Linked DNA regions of Triticum aestivum: region 1 is linked to region 2. Evidence: chromatin contacts called from public Hi-C data. All regions are on one chromosome and are shown on one strand. The core of a region is the stretch at or near the end of the contact, and the rest is flanking DNA. Distances in the headings are between cores, read along the strand shown. Region 1 holds the start of LOC123147925 (putative E3 ubiquitin-protein ligase UBR7). Region 2 has its middle 110 kb from the start of LOC123147922.

What was found. A called contact is a pair of places that touch in the nucleus more often than the background predicts.
Region 1: a contact with region 2 is called in a Hi-C map of leaf, with 3 times the contacts expected there. The contact joins the promoter of LOC123147925 here to the enhancer-like site in region 2. A contact is called at or near these places in 4 of 5 Hi-C or Micro-C datasets (leaf and an unstated tissue).

Annotation. Positions count from the first base shown.
Region 1 is chr7A:516,866,723-516,870,528 of IWGSC CS RefSeq v2.1, forward strand. It overlaps LOC123147925 (putative E3 ubiquitin-protein ligase UBR7), which reads right to left and starts at 1,302. Exons shown (of 5, transcript XM_044567251.1): 1 at 1,052-1,302; 2 at 803-961. The coding sequence starts at 1,147.
Region 2 is chr7A:516,563,461-516,567,010 of IWGSC CS RefSeq v2.1, forward strand. No RefSeq gene overlaps it. Among protein-coding and RNA genes, the nearest start is that of LOC123147922, 110 kb to the left of the region's middle. Within about 2 kb of position 1,406, at least 1 of the 8 cell types and tissues checked has an H3K27ac peak or open chromatin away from gene starts, as enhancers often do. A contact at or near this core is called in leaf, where this site is marked.

The sequences.
Region 1 (3,806 bases), core at 52-2,551, 300 kb after region 2:
TCTGCTAAAAAATATCAGCGTACTGAAAAGCATGGCATTGCCTGGTCCGATCTAACAGATATTACCAAAAACAAGATTCACCCCTAATTTTATATGTATCAACCTCCTGAATAAATTATCTACACCAGCAATAAATATGTGCACAATTTCAGCCTGGAGATGTATTTTAAAATTGTGTCATTCAAAGCTGAGAAGTGGATAAACCCATACAAGTCACTATCTAAGCACCATGGCAATTTTTGCAATGGTCATTGTAAAATACCAGGAAGGTGCTTAGTAAACTGGGATCGTAGGTTGACTGACTAGGATACTTTAATGCTAACTATTGTATGCTCCGTCAGTCGAACTAAACAAAATAAATCTCAAATGCACTGGCAGCCTTGCATGCACTTCATACGCAGCATAAACACTTCGGTTCTGGCAAAAACTTCACTGCTAGGAGCCTAGGACACATGACTGCTAGTAAAGCACCGAAAACCATGAACAATCTAGAGAACAGCATGTCTCAGCTCAGTACACTACTTAAAAACGTCTATGTATTAATGCCGATTCAGGTTCACCATAAAAAAATTTGCCCCTCATACACAACACATCATCAATCGGGAACAACAACACAAAGTTACTCGCAGGAAATCCAGATCCGCATTTCCCCCAATATTAATCCTCCCCATTTCGTCAGCTGCTCACTTCTCAGGCCCCCTGTGAACGCTGATCCGGCTTTGTACTAGTAGAACTAAAGTTCAAGCGAACAGGAAATCTCCATTTAAAGCAAATGGCGTTCGAGAAGACAGGAGGGGATCACCTCGTGGCCGTCGTGGCAGGCGAGGCAGCAGGCGGTGCAGACCCCGGCGACGCCGTCGGGCACGCAGGTGAGGCAGGAGAAGACGGCCTGGCGCTTGAGGTAGCCAGCGTCGTAGGTGCACTCGTTGCCGTCGTCCCCGCCCAGCACCAAATCCGCCTCCTAGGGTTTGGCAGAGAAAAAGGTGAGCACCGCCAGATCGAGCTAAAAAAACGGCGGCGAAGGGCGGGAGCGCGTGGGGTGTTGGGTTACCAGCTCCTCGGCCTCGATGCCTTCCATGTACTCGCTGATGGTGACCGTCGGCTCCACCTCGTCCTCGAAGGCGGCGTCGGTCCCGTCGCCGGCCATGGCGGGCCTAGGGTTAGGGTTTGGTGCGGGGGATTGCGGAGCGGAGGCGCTGGGCTGGCGTGCGTGCGTGCGGGCGGGCTCGCGCGATTGGGGTTTGGGGGAGAGTTTCGGGGAGAGCAGATATGGGAGGGAGGAATAATGGCGGAGGCGAGATTTTAATGCGTTTTTTCGCCTCCGCGAATCTCCGTGAGCGAGGTGAGACCGTGACGCGGATGGGGAGTGAGGACAGCGGGCGCGGCTGGTTTAGGCTAGAGGGTGGCTGAGATGTGGGGCCGGGCCACGCGTCCGGTGGGTGGGTGCGGCATGTCAGTGGGGAGATTGCACTCGCTGGATGTTTTTTTATTATTTTTATGGAATATTTCTGTTTTGTTTTTAGAGGGCGGGAGGTGCGGCTTTTGGTTTCCCGCCACATCGGCTGGGCGGCCGCGGAGCTGGCCGTCGCAGGAAGCAACGCGAACAGAGTATGTTCTCCTCCCGAAGAGAAACCATGCACGCTGCTACACGGACCTGCCTCCGTCTTTCATCACGAGACAAGACAATAATAACCAAGATCATGGTAAATCTACAAATCCCACCGGCATAATTGTACCTCTTACCAAATTATACAGTGCAGATATTTTCTAGATTTATTTCAGGTTTTTCAACACTTTTTTTTTAGAAGTCTTGGAATTACAAACACATCATTACAAAAGAAAAATACATCGAGATCCTTGGGGATACTGCAAAGACCCCCTTTTCCGGTCGGCCGCATCGATACGGTGTGTCCATGGATGAGGGTTGGGCTCGGATGCTGGGGCAGCAGCCCATTTGGTGGAAGCCGAGGTGCTCGTGGGCGGAGCACGCGGCTCGGGCGTTATCCGGTCAACATAGGCGTGTGGGCGGCATGATGGCCGGGGTGTGTCGTTCAATGGCGGTGTTGCGGTTGTCCGTAACCCATTTTGGTGATGGTGAGTGTTGGCCAGGGTGAAAACCCGCTCTGACTTGTTAGGCCGGCGGCGGCGTTTTGGCATCGTCACCTTCTTGAAGGCGTCTTTGCGGTATCTCATTTGTCGTCGTGCTGCTCCGAGGGAAACTCTAATCCTTGGATTGGGCGGTGGCGACGCTACGGTGTTGTTCCCTTCCTGAAGGTGCCGTCTTAGAGCCTATTGTTCGTCATGCACGACTTCTCATCACGATGGCTCATGGCAGGACCCGACGACTTCATAGTAGCACTTAGTGTTTCACCTGATGTTTGCTTGGAGTTTGTTGGGGTGGTGTTGCTGTTTTCAGCGTCCTTGTATCCAGTCTTGGGCGTGTTGGTGTGCTGTGTGTGTTTGTATCGACTTGTTCGGTGATGGTTGCTTTATATATAAAGCGGGAGGGGGGGGGAGGGGGAACTTTTTTCGTCAATCCGACTGGGCCCAGGAAGATCTATCGGAGACATGCCTCCACACACCCTTCATCGGCATGGTGGGACGGGGATAACACAAGGAGGACATTATTCCAAACTGGCAAACGTCACTGCCACATCGCCCTGACCAAAGACGCCCACACCGTTGTACACCAAAAACGGGCTAGAGGTTGAGCCTGTCCTCTTGCCGGCCCAACCAAGACACATAGACTAACTAAATCGACCTAAAAGAAAACGCCCACACTGTACAACGCCAAAAGTCCAAAACCAGGCTAGAGGTCGAGCCCACTGCCATCTAATACCCCATCTATAGGGACCTTCGAATGTCGTAGACACATGCAACATTGCTGGCGAGCGACATCTATCCAAAATTGTCGCCGCCACCTGCCCCGATCCTCCACAACCGTCCAACCCTGCCGCATCAAACTCCGTTGTGGACAGATCCTCCGATCTCCCCACCGTCGTCGCCGTTTCGCGGGCTTTTCCCTTTGGTGGCGGTGAGAGGGGTTGGAGAAGCCGGAGGCGGCTAGGTCTTATGTGTTCGCGAGTCATGAGAGATTGCCTCGTACGCCTCAACGCTATTATTTTAGTGGTATGGCATGTCCATCGAATACGACATGCCTAAGGCAACTCTGTCAATCTTAAGATCTTTTTCAATGTCAAACTGTGACAGAGTTTACAAAAACGTGAATATTTACAATATGAAATGTATAACGTATGAAAATATCTCACAATGATTCTAATGATGTTGATTTGTAATGTAACATTGATAAATTTTATATAAATTTGATCAAAGTTCAATAAATTTGATTTTGAAGAAATTTTAAATGCACTATAATTTGACAAAGGAGTACTTACTACAACGAGTATTTCACAACCTAAAACAAGAACCACTATTCTGATGCAAGGGAGCATGTGGCCATAGGTACTTTTTAATGGCGATGTATTCTGATGAGGCAATTCAATGGTTGAAAATGGAGCGATGTAGCCGTTTCTTATTGGTGCAATAACACAAGTAAGGGCATGTTTGGTTTGTGGACTAAGTACCACATCATCAAACTTTAGGCAATGTCAATCAGCATGTGTCCAGTTCATTGCCACAATATGGCTTGTCACACTTTTTTAGTTGTTTAAGTTTATTCCATGGGCTCAGTTTTCGCATGTATAGTTCAAAACTAGCTCCGTTCACTATTATAAGATGTTTTGGATATTTTCATATGGACATCATACAAACTGGAATGACACATTACAATGTGTCTATATACATTT
Region 2 (3,550 bases), core at 156-2,655:
ACTTGTGGTTCATCCATTTCATACCTTTTACTCTTGTGTTGCTTGTTTGTATGCTTGATTCTAGCTTACCTTGTTGCTTGGTTGCTTGTTATATTGGTTGGTCTCACCTAATGTCATATCTAGAGAACCTATTCCGCACCTTGCTTAATAAGTATTGATAATTAAGTTAAAATTTGTAGTCGCCTATTCACGCCCTCTCCTCTAGTCGACCTACTTAATCCTTTCATATTCTCTTCAACCGACCGATTAGTGTGTTGTGTCAACCGCTTCGAGAGGCCACCACGTGTGTTGGGGTCTCCATGTCGTTCTCTCCCCTTCCCATAAACTTTATCGTCCCGAGCCATCTCGTCCAATCGTTTCTTCTCGAGCGATTCACTCGCCCTTCTCTTCCCTCTGCAAGTTATGACCGCTATCTCCTTCCACTCGCATGGTTCCTATCTTCTCCATGACTGGTTGTTGCCCGCAGCTGCAACCAAAGGTGAGCTACATGTATCAGCCACCATCGCAGATGCACTAGTGCTGCAAGACTGGATCCGATGCCGCGAGGGCCGACTGTCGTGCGTCATCGGTGCGCTGCGTGGTGACCGCTTGGGGCTTGAAGCCCGATGATGGCTGATGCTTCTACGAGCTGGGACGAAGCCACATTTTTGTTGTTGTAGAAACATCATCGAGGTTGCGGTGGGGTTTTGCAACATCGTCTTTGTTGCCGAGGCATTGATGATGCAGGTCACGGATTGCAAAAAATATCATCGATGTTGCGAACCGGCGATGTTGGCAGTCACGGGGGGGGGGGGGGGGGGCACTTGCAATGTCTCCCATGTTTCAAGAACACCGTGCATGTTGTGCAACGGCGATGTTGGAGATCATCGTGATGCACGAGGAGGGAAGGGGGCGGTTCCAACATTGCCCATGTTTTGGATGATTGCACAAGGAGGGAAGCGAGCGGTTCCAACATTGCCCATGTTTGGAAGCATCATCGCCCATGTTTTGAAAACACCGTGATGTTGCGGAACGACGATGTTGGAGGTCGTTGTGTGTGTGTGGGGGGGGGGGGGGGGGGGGGGGGGGAGGGACTGCAACATTGCCCATGTTTTGTTGCGGAAGTTTGATTGGGGTTGATCTGACGGTGGGGAATCTCGGGTGAAGATGATTAGTTATTCCTCGGGCGCTGATGTGACGCCACGTGTTGTTCATGTCGGCATTGGTTGTCACAGCTGCCGTGATTTCGAACAAAGCGTGTCACCGCGATAAGTTTAGTGTATCAGAATCTGTAGTGCCGAGCACGAGAACTAAAGTGAGCTTTTCTGCACAAATATAATTGATTTAACCCCGCAAACCCCAACAGAGCTGCGCGATCTCCGCGGATCAGCGCGCGGCCCATCAGCATCATCGAATGCAAAAGACGAATTGGTCTTTACGTGAGCTAATGGCGGCACATGGGGGCGCGCGGGCCCCCGGCCGCTAATCTGAGACGGCCGTCACTGCCCGGAAAGTCCGAGTTAAGCCAGTACTGAAATATTTTAGCCCCTCCATCGACAGCTCCCGCGAAGACCGCCTGTTTGATCTGTCTCAACTGTTTTTTGCTGCACCATTAAGCAAAGCATTAATATCCTAGGACCGATTTAGCTTTGGTGTGCGTGCCATGGTCCAAATTGCATACTCTCGGCGCGCGAGATGTCACCACAAATTGCAGTGCCTACGCATATGCTAATCCTAGCAACGTATACAAACATACTACTCCCTCCGTCCCAAAATTCTTTTATATTAGATTCGTCTAGATACATATGTATTTAATATTAAAACATAACTTGATATATTCGTGTTTAGACAAATCTAAGACAAAAATTTGGAAAGAAAGAAAGTACTACAAAGATGGATTTGCTACCTCTTGCGCATGGGACCACTCCGCATCCGTAGATGCGGAAGGCGGCTATTCAACACTGTCCACATGCATCCAGTCTTTCTAATTATTTTTTAGAAATTCGCAGGTTCAAATAGCCGCATACATAGTGTACTAGTGTACACACGTTCAAATAGCCGCACACGTAGTGTACTACTGTACACATGTTTACATTTTTGTCCTCTTTAACCGCCCACAGATGCGTCTTCCTTCAGCTGCTTGTGAGTTTCGATGCTGCATTTATTGATGCAACTGAATAAACTTCAAATGTGACTGGATTTTGGTCTGAAAATTTGATAGGATCATCCATGTTCTCAAATTCTAGAGCTAAGGCAGCATCCTCACCCTCATCCCTGACGATCATGTTGTGCGTGATCACATAACATGTCATCACCTTCCACAAGGTCTTCGGATCCCATTATTTAGCAGGTCCACGAACAACTACAAAACGGGCTTGCAGAACTGCAGATGCCCTCTCGACATCCTTTCTAACTGCTTCTTATCTTTGGGCAAAGTGCGATTTTTTCTGGCCAACTAGGTTAGAGATGATGTTGACAAAGGTATCCACAAAGGATAGATATAGTCAACCAGATAGTAGCCCATGTTGTACTCATGTCCATTAACAGTATAGTGGCAAGGAGGATCTTTTTTTAGTCAGCCTCGCAAACAATGGTGATCGCTGCAGCACATTGGTGTCATCGTGAGACCCGGGCATGCCAAATCCAAAGATCATGTGATGCAACTGATTTCAATAATGATGGTGGACTTCTTAACATGACCCTGATATTCCCTTTGTAAAGTCTTCGGGCAGTTCTTTCATTTTCAATGCATGCAGTCAAGAGATCCAAGCAAACCTGACCACCCTCTTACTTCTGAGATTTCCAAGAGCCTCTCGTTGTCTGCCACAGTTGGTTCTCTCAAGTACTGAGGTCCAAACACCTCGACCACATCAGTTACAAACCTCACCATGGCATCTCCGCATGTGCTCTCACACATCCGTAGGTACTCGTCCCACGAATCAGTGGCCGTGCCATATGCAAGCATCCGGAGTGTGGCCGTGCACTTTCGGTAACCAGAGAACCTAATTGTTCCCACGACGTCCTTCTTCAAGACGAAGTAGTCATCATAGGACTGAACGCCATGGTACAAACGATCGAAGACAATCTTTCCCGTCTAAAAATGCCGATGAAAATGGTCAGTGAAGAGTGCATCAACGGAAAAGTAGTCGGACATCAGTGTCAAATGGTCGTGTGCCCTGTTGCGGTTGAGGACTCGATGAACCTTGATCGATCCCTTGAAATTGAGAACATGCTCCTCCGCACGCTCCACATCTTGAAGCCAAGGATCGAACTAAGATAGATAATGATGGTAAAAAGGTGATGATGATACGATACCAGGGCACCTCCCCAAGCTTGGAACAAGCTAAGGGTGGTGCCCATAGCCATGTGCTCAAGTGTCTTTCTTCGGTGATGATGGTGATGAGGTAGTGGACTTGTCCTTCAACTTCAACAAGTACTGCAAATTACTGTCAATCCTTCGAAGAGCATTTTTTGTTCCTCCAGTACAGTGACCTCATGAGTAAGCGATGTATTCTGAGCACAAATTGCTTCAAAGATCTTTGTTGTATCAATTTCAGATGGAAAGAGATTC